Linked DNA regions of Mus musculus: region 2 is linked to region 1. Evidence: chromatin contacts called from public HiChIP or PLAC-seq data. All regions are on one chromosome and are shown on one strand. The core of a region is the stretch at or near the end of the contact, and the rest is flanking DNA. Distances in the headings are between cores, read along the strand shown. Region 1 overlaps Slc7a6 (solute carrier family 7 (cationic amino acid transporter, y+ system), member 6). Region 2 has its middle 26 kb from the start of 1110028F18Rik.

Region 1 (6,442 bases), core at 2,226-4,725:
CTCCATCAAGGCCACACCTCTCAATCCTTCTAATCCTCGAACGTCTCCACTCCCTGGTGACTAAGCATTCAAATATCTGAGCCTTATGGGGACTGTTTGCACTCACAACACTGCAAGGTGTATATTAAGGTTTTGTTTGTTTGTTTTGTTTTGTTTTTTGAAGGGTAGGGACAGTACTTAGAGGTGTCACTGATGTACCTTGTTGCTATAGAAGCCCTTGGATAATTGCTCTTATGTTCTCCCCTAGATCAAAGCTTTTCTTATTTTGTAGGAACAGCGTTCTCTTTGTGGGTTAAGCTTTGTTTTTTGTTTTTTTGTTTTGTTTTGTTTTTGTTTTTTTTGAGGCAGGGTTTCTCTGTGTAGCCCTAGCTGTCCTGGAACTCACTTTGTAGACCAGGCTGGCCTCGAACTCAGAAATCCACCTGCCTCTGCCTCCTGAGGGCTGGGATTAAAGGCGTGCGCCATGACGCCTGGCTGTCGGTTAAGCTTTAATCAGCTAGCAGTTCACAGCCATCAGTAATCTACAGGGCTCAGATGTTATTGAGATGCATGAGTGTGCATCTCAGAGGCTGTAGGGCTGGCATGGGTCTAAGAAGCTCTGAGGAAGGCTCATTCTCTATGGGATCTGATGAGAATTAGCTGGTTTACATTGGCATAGGGGTGGGGAGATCATAAGCACTTGGGGATGAAAGCTTGGGAGTGATAGTCTCTCTCAGCCTGAGTTTCTTCATGTATAAGATGGGGAACAGACATCTGTATTTGGGGGGTTGTGAGAATTAGTAATCAAGGATTCAAGGATGCCTGGGAAATTGTCAAGTGTATAACAAACACACACACAACTTTAGGTGATTGGTTATCAGAATTCAAATTTACTTCATTTGTTGATGGATCCTTTTTGTCCCTACTGTCTGTGACTAGGGACAGGTCTCGTGCCTCTCATTTGGCACCTTGGGAGAATGGTTGGGGAAGAGTGGGTGAAGTGAGACTAACCAGCCATTCTTGTTGCTAGGGAACATTTCCAGAAATTGTTCTGGCAGTTTAGAGCATGTATCTGTTCATACATGCCCTAGTAGCTTAGGATGCAGTGTAGGGTATTCATACGTTATGGGTTGGCCTGTGTGCTCTTCCTGCGTTCCACATCTCGTTGTTCAGTTGTTCCTCTAACTCAGCCAGGAAGGGCAGAAGAATCCTTTCCATAGAGAGTCTGGGTCTTGTGTGCTCAGCCTAAGCCTGCCAGTAATACTATGGTTTTCCTTTCCCTTCTAGGTCTGCTGACATTTGTGAACTGTGCCTACGTCAAGTGGGGCACACGAGTACAAGACACATTCACGTATGCCAAGGTCCTGGCACTCATTGCCATCATTATCATGGGCCTTGTTAAACTGTGTCAGGGTAAGAGGGGCTGAGGTGGGAAGAAGGGTCACTATCTTCTGAGGTCTCTGGCTTCCTGAGGAGGATGTGGGGACTCAGCTTCATCTTTCAGCACGTTTATAGTACATTCTAGAGTGTTGTCAGGGAACATGAGAGATGGTTATGAATCTGTTCCTGGGATTTGTCAGCCAGGGTAGCTTGGCCAACTAACTGGATGTGTTAAATGTCAGGTTCTCCTTAGGGCTTCTGTGGAAATACAGAGCATTGCAGAAAGCCAGGAAAGCTCCTGGGAATTCTTGAAACTTGGGTCACTCACAGTAGTCATCCAGGACTGTAGATTACTGCCTCCCGGTTGTAGTCTGTAGTCACCAAGCGGTGAGTGGACACCTGACTGTCCTGGAGATGGGCAGTAGGGAAGGGGTGCATGGTCGTTTTACAGTATTTATTGTTTATCTGGACTTGTGTTAAACATTATATTGAGGAATCTCCCAAAAAAAGTCAGCTCTAAAAAAGTGTCAGAATGTTGTAAAATGGACATTGTCTTTCCTATGTTGGCATTTCTTTTTTTTTTTTTTTTTTTTTTTTTGTTTTTTCGAGACAGGGTTTCTCTGTATAGCCCTGGCTGTCCTGTAACTCACTTTGTAGACCAGGCTGGCCTCGAACTCAGAAATCTGCCTGCCTTTGCCTCCCAAGTGCTGGGATTAAAGAAAGGTGTGCAACTACTACTGCCCCACTTTTTTTCTTTTTTTGTTTTTTAAAGATTTATTTATTTATTTATTTATTTATTATATGTAAGTACGCTGTAGCTGTCTTCAGACGCACCAGAAGAGGGCATCAGATCTCATTACGGGTGGTTGTGAGCCACCACGTGGTTGCTGGGATTTGAACTTCGGACCTTCGGAAGAGCAGTCGAAGAGCAGTCGGGTGCACTTACCCACTGAGCCATCTCACCAGCCCCCCCCCCTTTTTTTTTCTTTTCTTTTCTTTTTAACTTTTGCTGAGGATGGAACCAGAATTTTATGTGTGCTATATTAGACTCTACCACTCAGCCACATCCCTAGTCCTTTTAATTTAAAATTTTTAAAAACTTTTTTAAAGATAATGTCTTGAACTATATTTTGGGCTGGCCTGTAATTTAGCATGTTGTCCAGTAGCTGTGATTAAAGACATGTACCACCATATCCAGCTACTTATTGGCTCTTGAAAGGTTTTCATTCTGGGATCAGAGCAGACTGATCAGAGACACTGGTGGGCTTTCCAGGCTATCCTAAAGCCTTTGACAAAGGGCATCTTGCTCATTTAACAGCCAGTGTTCTGTTACCAGCCCCTAAACATGGCAGTATTTACAGTCACCTAGGGAGCTGAGCCTTCATCTCAGACCTGTTAGTTTGAATCAAAAATTAAAAGATTCTTATGTGTGTTTGGTCCTAAGGACCTGATACTCCAAGGACATCTGGATGCCTGGCTGTAGTCACTTGGTACTAGTGCATAAAGTTCCTGCCTAAGAATTGCCTAATACACTTCATAAAAACACAGCTTTGGGCAAGTGACTACAGCTAGGCATCTAGATGTCACTGGAGTCTCAGGAGCATCTTATAGTAAAATTGGGCTACTGAGTAATCCTTCTCTGCAATGTGTGCCTTAGAGAACCACTGAGACCCCATGGAAGCTCTTGCTGCACACCTACACCTTTTTGCCACATTGAGTTCTGGGTGTAACCTTTCTATTACACACACACACACACACACACACACACACACACACACACACACATATATATGTAAAAATTAATATATATATATATATTGTTCGTGTGAATATGCCACATGTGTGTGGGTCCTGAGGCCAGAAGAGGGTGTCAGATCTCCCTGGAGTTCCAAGGGGTTGGCCACCGAGCCTTCTTTCTACTCTAAGTCTAGGCTTTCTTCAGGGGGTGATGACAAGCCCTTTAGGAGGCCGACTCCTGTTCAAAACTCCATGCTGTCTGCTTGTCTGTCTTGAGAAGCTAGGTAGGTTTTCTATTTGCGGTCCCCAGAGGCCCCCAGGAAAGGTGACGAATCACTCTGTCTTGGTTTGTTGCTCTGAAGGGTGGGGTTGGCTCACTATGAGATAAGACCTGGCTTACTCTGTAGCCCTAGATTTCCGGCCCCAGACAGCCACACCGCACCCACTGCAAATAGACTGATAGAACCACATGTCTAAATCATACAGTGATCTGAGCCCAGACTTTGTGCTGGGTCTGATTGTGAGTGGAAATTACTCCTCTGTGTGAAATGACCAGTGACATCAAAATAGGAAGAAGAGCTGAGGTCACCTCTGGGAAATGGACATTCCTTAGGGCCCTGGAAGAAGTGTCCCTTCAGAGTGCAGCCGGGCTGCTTTTGCTTTCTTGATTACCTAGTTTTAGATGGGGCAGTGAATGTGGGGAGGTTTTGGTTATTGCTCCTTTCGTATTAAATAATGTTTTTTTTTCTTCCCCTGCCCTGTTTTTTGTCTCTCTTCTTTTTTCTCCTTTTGTTTCATCTTTTTAATTCTCCCTCTGTATTCTTTCTGTTCTTCACATTCCTTCTATCTCCCTTCTCTTTTGCCTGGTCTCCCACCCGTCTTTGCCCCACAGGACACACTGAGCACTTTCAGGACGCCTTTAAAGGTTCCTCGTGGAATGTGGGAGACCTCTCTCTTGCCCTGTACTCTGCCCTCTTCTCTTACTCAGGTTGGGACACCCTTAATTTTGTAACAGAAGAAATCAAAAACCCAGAAAGGTAAAGGCGAGATCACACTCTCCAACTTGGCTGGAACTCCTGCTGATGGTGGGCGCAGTTGCCCTGTTCCCATAGCTCCTCCCTCGACCTCCCCTCCCCTCATCCTCTCCCTGCTCCCCTTCTCCAGTTAGGAGGGGTTGGGGGCTAGGATGGGAGTGAGTGAATGTGGGAAAGCCCTGGCTCTCACCCTCATGTTCCATTGGAGAGCATCCAGGGTCCACTAAAGAGGAGAGGTCTTTAGTGGGCAGCAGCAGACCCAGCTAGGGCTGAGGTGGCAGGCTTTAGCCCTGTGGTGCTGAGACTGTCTCTGGCCTACCAGATCACCAGACTAACCTCTAGCTTCTAGAGGATGTTGCTCCTTGCATTTATCCTGAGATCACAGATGCAAGAAGGTTAGAAAGCCACATGTGGCTCATTGGACCTAATGAGATTGGATAAACTCATCGTGAGTCCCTTCTCAGGGAAAGTGCTCTTCTTTCTCAGTGGAAAATGCCCAGGAACATGGGAAGCTTACCCGCCCTGAGGCATACAGAGAAGAGGAGCTCATCTCAGAGAGCTGGCAGCCAGTGAACTGTTAAATGTTAGGAAAATTCCAGGGGGTGCTGGATGGCTTTTGATTCTCAGCAGAGCTTGGTTCTAGGTAGTCTTATTTCACTTGTCCTGACAGGAATTTGCCCTTGGCCATTGGGATTTCTATGCCAATTGTGACACTCATCTACATCCTGACCAACGTGGCCTATTACACAGTGCTGAACATTCAGGATGTCCATAAGAGTGACGCTGTGGCTGTGGTGAGTCTCTTGGGGGAGGAGGGCTGTCCTCATTTGCCCCTGTTCCCAAATGGTGTAATCTTTTTCTGCAGCTAATCTAGCTCTGCAGTGTTCGTCGTGGGTCTAGATAGGGCAGAGGGTAGGCATTTTATCGAGGACTGCCTTTGTTCAGAGATCATAGATAAGAGGAGGGTAGCAAAGCTCTCCTGTGTTGTTTCCCTCCTTTGCTTTGCCTTCAGACATTTGCTGACCAGACATTCGGCATGTTCAGTTGGACCATCCCCATTGCTGTTGCTCTGTCCTGCTTCGGGGGCCTAAATGCATCCATCTTTGCTTCATCAAGGTACTTTGGTTTCTGATACTAGACTGTTCTTAGCACCCACATGGCTACTCACCACCATCTGTAACTCTAGTTCAGGGGTAAGAGAGTAGTGCTTCTCTTAGTTGCTGTTCTATCTCTGCAACCCCACAGTGGCATTTCAAAGAAGGGCTATGCAATCCCAGCAGAAACAGGAAGGTCCCAAGTTTGAGTCCTGCCAGACCTACACAAGGAGACCTTGTGTCTCTTTAAATTAAAAAAGAAAAGGCCATTGTGGTAGCTGTTGGTGGCAGAATAAGGGCATCCCTGGTGGGATGGGGATGTCACTAGGTGGTGGGAACACAGCACAGCATCCCTGGTGGGATGGGGATGTCACTAGGTGATGGGAACACAGCACAGCATCCCTGGTGGGATGGGGATGTCACTAGGTGGTGGGAACACAGCACAGCATCCCTGGTAGGATGGGGATGTCACTAGGTGGTGGGAACACAGCACAGCATCCCTGGTGGGATGGGGATGTCACTAGGTGGTGGGAACACAGCACAGCATCCCTGGTGGGATTAGGGGAGGATCTGGTTCAGAAGTTCAGAGCATTGGTAGAAGCTAGTGATTTCATTGCTGAGGGCTTGGAGTGGTTAATGGGTAATGGTGGGAGAGCATTCCTGGGAAGTGGTGAGGTGTTAATAGTTAAAGACATTTGTGGGTAGCATGAGTAATGGGGCTGGGTGTAAGTGGAGCCTGTGACGGTGTCTTCTGTTTTGGGGAGGTGGGGGGGGGGGCTCTGAGCTTAGTTTGTCTGAGGAGTGTGATTAGATAAGAGGCTGCTGACGAATTTCATTCCCTCACAGGTTGTTTTTCGTGGGCTCTCGTGAGGGCCACCTCCCGAACCTTCTGTCCATGATCCATATTGAGCGCTTTACACCCGTGCCTGCGTTACTGTTCAATGTAAGCTCTGCAAGGAGAGTGTGGGCTTGGGCAGGTTTGTGCAGGATTCCTAATTTACACTGTACTTTAGGCTTGTAAGCATAGTTAGTTATCTTTTCTCTAGTGTTATAAGGCAGGCAGACATTCTACCTGTCCCATTCTTAGGCACTATTTATTCATTTTCCTCTGCCCCAAGACAAGGGCTTCTTACGTAACAAGTTAGTATGTAGTATAAGTTAGTCTTGAGCATAGACCCTCTTGCCTCAGCTTCCCTGAAGGCCTTTTTTTTTTCTTTT
Region 2 (6,442 bases), core at 2,342-4,841, 370 kb after region 1:
GCGCACGCCTTTAATCCCAGCACTTGGGAGGCAGAGGCAGGCGGATTTCTGAGTTCGAGGCCAGCCTGGTCTACAGAGTGAGTTCCAGGACAGCCAGGACTATACAGAGAAACCCTGTCTCGAAAAAACAAAAAACAAAAAAAAAACAACAACAACAAAAAAAGAATGTCTTGCTTGCATGTATGTATGTACACTGTGTACATACCAGAGGGGCCACAGAAGGCTATCAGCTCCTCTGGAACTGGAGTTAAAGAACAGACTGTGGTGAGCTGCCATGTTGAGTGCTGGTATTATGGGGAGCCCACCAAAGAAGACCACGCAGACACAGTCTGTAAACAACTGAAATTCTTTTTTTCCAGCTGACCAGGATTACACTTGGGTCCAGGGACACCAGTGTAGCCCTGAGGTCTTAGAACAAGGGGCTTTGAAGCAAAAAACATATCTGGTCTCTTGCTTGGTTGCTGCAGAGGACACTTTTGAGCAAACAAGGAGGGGAAGGGTTGCTTTTGAGCAAGCAGGTAGTTGTAACAGAAGCTAAGATAAGCAGTTAGCCGAAACAGGAGGTTTTGCACAAGCAAGTAGTTTAACAGAAACCAATATAAATTAGCTGGGGTATCTTGACCCTTGGGTTCTTTGAGTAGAGTTGGTTGATTTTTCATGGGAGTCTCCAACAAGGAGCTCAAGTTCTAGTCAAACCTAAGATAGCTTCCACGTGGAGAACCTCTCTGTATTGTCCTATCACTGGGGACTAAACCCCAGGTCTTCTGTAGGAATATCAACTGCTCTTAAACTGCTGGGCTCTCTTTCCAGATCCAGGAGTGGTTAAATCTTCAAAGCAGCTGTACTTCTAATCCATCCTGAACCTAGAAGCCCCAGCTGTCACCTGATGAGTAGAATGCTGGGGGTGGAGCCTGCAGTTGAGTTATAGACAGACCCCAGGTGATTGGGTTGTATGCTTAGGTTTGATATCAGGACAACTAATGTCACCTAATGAAATCTAAAGGGAACTTTGGGGCCAAGTGAGATGGCTCAGCAGTTGAAGGTGCCTGCCACCAGAGCTGACAGCCTGAGTGTGCCCACTGGGACCCACGTGGTAGATAACTCCCAGGTTGTCCTAGGAACTCCACGTGTGTGGTAGTGGCCTGCATACCCATGCATATGCACTTAACTGATAATATAATAATATTCAAGGGAATTATGTGGGTTTCTCACCTATTCTTGATCTCTGTACCTCAGACCAAGGCTGTTCCTGCTTTTTCTTTTGAGCCTCTGGTCCCCCTGCTGTTCTTGTTGATAAGCAGGGGGATCGGATGTCCTAGCCAGTCGCACCTGCTGCCCCTTATCTTTGACTCCCCTCTTGGAGGCTGAATGAAGCAGGGAAATCCTACCTGCAGCTGCACAAAACCAAACAGCCACTGTTCACTCGGCTTCCCTCCTGGGATTCGTGGAGGGTGCCAGGGGAGAAATGGCTTTTCACAGCCAAGCCTGGCCTCTGTGAATGAATCTAGGCAACTTTGACAATGGGGAAACGGTCACTGGCCTGAGCGTCTGGGAAGTACAGGCCTGGCGTCGGTGGTCAGGGTGTGTGCCATACTGATCGTTCTCCCGCTGTGAATATGCTTCCGGGCTGCAAGGTGAGACTTTGGATCTGTGGTCAGTAGGTTCCAGAGCAAGACACAAGGGGCTGGTAAGATGGCTCAGCAGGGGAAGGTGCTTGCTGATCTGGGACTCAGAGAACTGACGTCCTAAAGTTGTTCCCAGACCCACACACAAATGAACATACAAACTTTTAAAAAAAAAAAAAGGGTGTTTTGGTTTTTCTTTTTAAGATTTATTTCATGTATGAGTACACTATAGATAGCTGTCTTCAGACACACCAGAAGAGGGCATCAGATTCCATTACTTGAGGTTGCTGTGAATTGAACTCAGGACCTCTGGAAGTACAGGTAGTGCTCTTAACTGCTGAGCCGTCCCTCCAGCCCCGCAGTTTTTGTTGTTGGTGGTGGTGGTTTAGTTTGATTTTATTTGCTTTTTTTTTTTTTTAAAGAAAAAAATATATTTCAGAGTGTAAGTCACTATCTTTAAGTATTCCTGGTGAGTGATAATTGCACCCGCTTGCACACACATACACAACTAATGGGATGGCATGCTAACAAGGACTGCCTGGGTATCTGGCTGATCTTTTTGTAGTTTATCAGCTGTGTGTGCCCTCCAACGTTTACCCGGTGTGTTGCAATCATGTTTTGTGTCACGTTTGCACAATAGTGTGGGGGCCCCTCCGTTGTCTCCATCAATCCCAATTTGGTATTGCTCTGCCCCCGCCACCATCTGTGAACATAAGTCCTAAGGGTTTGTTTTGTTTCTAACGTCAAACGGTCCAGGGCATCTGCTTTGTGGAGGCTTCAAAGCTGCCTCCAGGTCAGCTGATACTGATTGAGATCAGGGCTCTCTGGAGTCGAAGGCTCAACCTGGAATGGCTAGTTGGTACTGAGAATGCCTGTCAGATCTTCTCAAATCTGTCCCCAGGCTTCTAAAAAGCCCAAAAGAAAAGAAAAAGTGACTCTCTAAGGATGCCTGAACCAAAGATCCCAAAGTGAGAGTTCAAAGCCAGCCTCCAGCTTCCTGGTGAACCGGTTTCAAAACAACAGCAAAACAAACCCACACCCAGCCCCCTTGAGCTTTCTTTTGAGAAAGATCTCTGGATTCCCTGAGTCCTATCTCCTCAGCCCCCTCCTCCCACACTCTCCTTACAAACACCCCTCACCCCAAGTGAGGTCATCCATCCTAGTAGCAGGCCTTTTGACTTTGTGGCTGACCTAAGCAGTCTTTCCTGGGGTTTTCCCCTCCATTAAGGTGTAGGTAACTCTGCATACCCAGTCATTGTGTGGCCTGAAGAAGGGGTTTAAGAATATGGCCAGAAGTCCAGTCAGGGCAGGGACTGTCTGAGAGGTCAGCTAGGTGACAGGCCACCACTGACAGTTGGAGCAGCCCCCTCACCAGCGTTCCATCCTTTATGTGTCTAGTTTGACTCACTGGGGAACTCCGTGGATCACCTGCTCACAAAGAAGGCAGAGCCTTCCTTCCCACCTTCAGCTTTCTTTTTTGCTTTGTTTTGTTTGAGACGGGGAGGGGATTCTCTGTGTAGCCCTGGCTGTATTAGAGCTCACTCTGTAGACCAGGTTGGCCTCGAACTCAGAGACATCTACTTGCTTCTGCCTCCCCAGTGCAAGATTAAAGGTGTAAGCTGCCACTGTTGGTCAGAGACCAAATTCAGATCCTGCCCTTCTGAATGAGGCCTTGGGCAAATTGCTTCCGCTCTCTGAAGGATGCCTAGCACGGGAGGGCTGTTTAAGATGACCGTTGGCCCTACTGATGTAGGAGGTTGATGGGAGTGACGGCATCCCATACACATCCGTATACAGGGATCCTCCGCGGAAGGTGAGCTTCCATGGGAAGACTGCCCAAAGGAACGGAACGTCCCCTTCCTTCCCAGCAGAGGGCGCCATTCTCCCAAACCACAGCTGGGGCTGGCCTTTGCAGCCTGGCTTGGCAGGGTGGGGCCACAGGAAGGGAGGGCACATGCCACAGGGCCACTGGCTGTGGCATACCTTACATGGAAGTCTGCCTGCGAAGACAGCTCCGCCTGCACAGAACACATGCTCGGTAAATACTTGTTGAGTCAGTGGATGAAAAAGCTCTCTTGATGATGGGGATGGTGTCTGAACGGACGCTGCTTGATGAGCCACGACCCTTACCAAAGAGCTGCTTATGGTCTGGTCTCTCAACGAGCTTTTTATGTCTTCCTTTTAAAAAGGAATTGAGAGCCAGAGCGACGGCTCAGTGGTTAAGAGCACGTATTGCTCTTGCAAGAGGCCCCAAATTCAATTCCCAGCATGGTGACTCACAAGCATAACTCCAGTTCCAAGGGATTCAAAGCTCTCTTCTGACTTACATGGGCACCCGGTGTGCACACAGTGCACAAACATACATGCTGGCAAAACATCTGTACACGTACAATAATAAAATGAGTAAGTTTAGAACAAAGTCAAGAAAAGGAAATGGAGAGAGTTAGGAGAAGTGCTGGGCTGGGTGTGGTGGCACACCAGGGTGCGTACCTGTAATCTCAGCATTTAAGAGGAAGGCTGAAAGGAATTGAGAGTTCCAGATCAGCCTGATCTACACAGGTAGATACCTGGAGAGACAGAGTGACAAGGATGGGCCTTTATGTTTTCTTTGAGGACACCTGAGGTGTCCCAGGCTGTTCCAATCTGAACTCTCTATGTAGCTTCACCCGCTGTTCTCCTGTTTCTGCCTCCCAAATGCTAACCTAACAGGAATATACCACCACGCCTAGTTTATGAAGTGTGTAATTGAACGTAATCCTTCATGAGTGGCAAGCAAGCATTCTACCAACCGAGGTATCTCCGTCCGAAGACCTCTTTTTATCCTGAGATTCAAACCTCTGCCAGACACGACAGTAAATGCACTTAATGCTGACATCCAGGGGGCAGAGACAGGCAGAACTCTCTGAGTTCTAGACCAGCCTGGGCTACATAGCCAGTTCCAGGACAGCCAGAACTACATAGAGAGACTCTGTCTCAAAAAAACCCAACCAACCAGCCAAACAAGCAAACAAACAAAGGTTGGTGGTTACTAAAGAACAGCATCCAACTGAGGTGCCTCCTGGACTACACTCCAAGGTAGAACACTTGACCAATATCACAAGGTCACACCTTACCCTGCCAGAAGTTACAGCTGGAGCCAAAGTGCAGGCACACGGGACAAAAATATCCTTCAGATGTTATTCAGGTCCTGCATGAAGGCAGGGCTGCCCACGTGACCGTGGTTCTCTATTTCTTTTTTTTTTTTTTTTCTTTTTTGGTTTTTTGAGACAGGGTTTCTCTGTGTAGCCCTGGCTGTCCTGGAATTCACTCTGTAGACCAGGCTGGCCTTGAAGTCAGATATCCACCTGCCTCTGCCTTCCAAGTGCTGGGATTAAAGGCACCATTATTCATATATATATATATATATATATATATATATATATATATTTTTTTTTTTTTTTTGGTTTTTCAAGATATATCTATTTCTTATGTCAGTCCTTCCAGCCTCTTCTGAGGCCCCTTTGCGTGTAGTGGGCATTATTCCAGGGTCTTTATATTCATTTACATAATAACTACTTTTTAAAAAAATTTCATGTATGTGGGTACACTGTCGCTGTCTTCAGATGCACCAGAAGAGGGCATTAGATCCCATTACAGATGGTTTCGAGCCACCATGTGGTTGCTGGGAATTGAACTCAGGACCTCTGCAAGAACCGTCAGTGCTCTTAACCTCTGAGCCATCTCTCGAGCCCACATAATATCTACTTATTGACCAAATTGTTCTATGCCAGGTACCATTGTTGGTGATGAAAAAAATGAAATTCAGCAAGCAGCTAAAAATCCAAACTGACATGTCAGGGACTCTGTTTTTTTTTTTTTAAAGATTGATTGATTGATTGATTGATTGATTATATGTAAGTACACTGTAGCTGTCTTCAGACACTCCAGAAGAGGGCGTCAGATCTCTTTACGGATGGTTTTGAGCCACCATGTGGTTGCTGGGATTTGAACTCCAGACCTTTGGAAGAGCAGTCAGTGTTCTTACCCGCTGAGCCATCTCACCAGCCCGGACTCTGGTTTTAAAATGTGTAGAGTCTTGGTGCAGTGGCATAGACCTCTAATCCTGGTGCTTGGGTGGTGGAAGGAGGAGGATCAAGTGTTCGAGGCCAGCCTTGCCTATATACTATAGAGAGTATGTGGCTAGCCTGGGCTGCATGAGAAACTGTCTCATAAAAGCTAAATGTGTGGGGCTTACTAAGGAGAAGAGAGAGCTGAGGTAGGGCCAAGAGGAAAGAAACTGGAGTGAGGACTCAGTTCTCGTAGTCAGAGAAGGCATAGCTGAGAAGTGTCTGAGCACAGACTTAGGGAGTGAGCTCACAAGTGTGTGTCTCACTGAGAGGAACAGAAAGTGAAAGCTATATGCAGAAGGGGCTGGCAGGGCTCAGTAGGCAGGCCAGAATGTCTGGAGCAGAAGAGCTGGAGTGGAAGCAAGTGAAGAAAGGGATGGGATGGAGGGCGCCCAATGGCTGGGCATCTTTCCCTGGGTCTGGGCTCAGTGCTGAGTGAAGGGCCAGGCCCAGCCCTGGAAACCCTGGGAAAAGTCCTGACTCAGCTCGCCTCTGGAGCCAGCAAAACCTGATTCTTTCACTGAACCATCCACAGTCACCAACAGGGAGGCCAGGGCCTGCCTGGGCCTGTGTCAGCTGCAAACCTGGCAGACTGGAGCCGCAAGATTCTTTTCTCAGGGCCCCAGGGCAGACTGGGAGCCAGTCAGAAAGTAGAGCCCTGGTTAGCAGTACAGACCTTGTAGTGGCAGGTGTGTGTGTGTGTGTCTTACA

What was found. HiChIP or PLAC-seq counts read pairs in DNA pulled down with a chosen protein or histone mark.
Region 2: a contact with region 1 is called in a FOXA1 HiChIP or PLAC-seq map of pancreatic cancer cells. The contact joins two enhancer-like sites. A contact is called at or near these places in 3 of 115 datasets of contacts at active chromatin or transcription factors (bone marrow-derived macrophages, extraembryonic endoderm stem cells and pancreatic cancer cells) and 1 of 9 other capture datasets (pancreatic islet).

Annotation. Positions count from the first base shown.
Region 1 is chr8:106,188,351-106,194,792 of GRCm38.p6, forward strand. Slc7a6 (solute carrier family 7 (cationic amino acid transporter, y+ system), member 6) reads left to right here. Exons shown (of 10, transcript NM_178798.4): 3 at 1,267-1,392; 4 at 3,989-4,133; 5 at 4,801-4,924; 6 at 5,143-5,246; 7 at 6,071-6,167. Among named protein-coding and RNA genes, the nearest start is that of Slc7a6os, 19 kb to the right of the region's middle. Within about 2 kb of position 3,476, at least 26 of the 459 cell types and tissues checked have an H3K27ac peak or open chromatin away from gene starts, as enhancers often do. A contact at or near this core is called in pancreatic cancer cells, where this site is marked.
Region 2 is chr8:106,557,765-106,564,206 of GRCm38.p6, forward strand. No RefSeq gene overlaps it. Among named protein-coding and RNA genes, the nearest start is that of 1110028F18Rik, 26 kb to the right of the region's middle. Within about 2 kb of position 3,592, at least 137 of the 459 cell types and tissues checked have an H3K27ac peak or open chromatin away from gene starts, as enhancers often do. A contact at or near this core is called in pancreatic cancer cells, where this site is marked.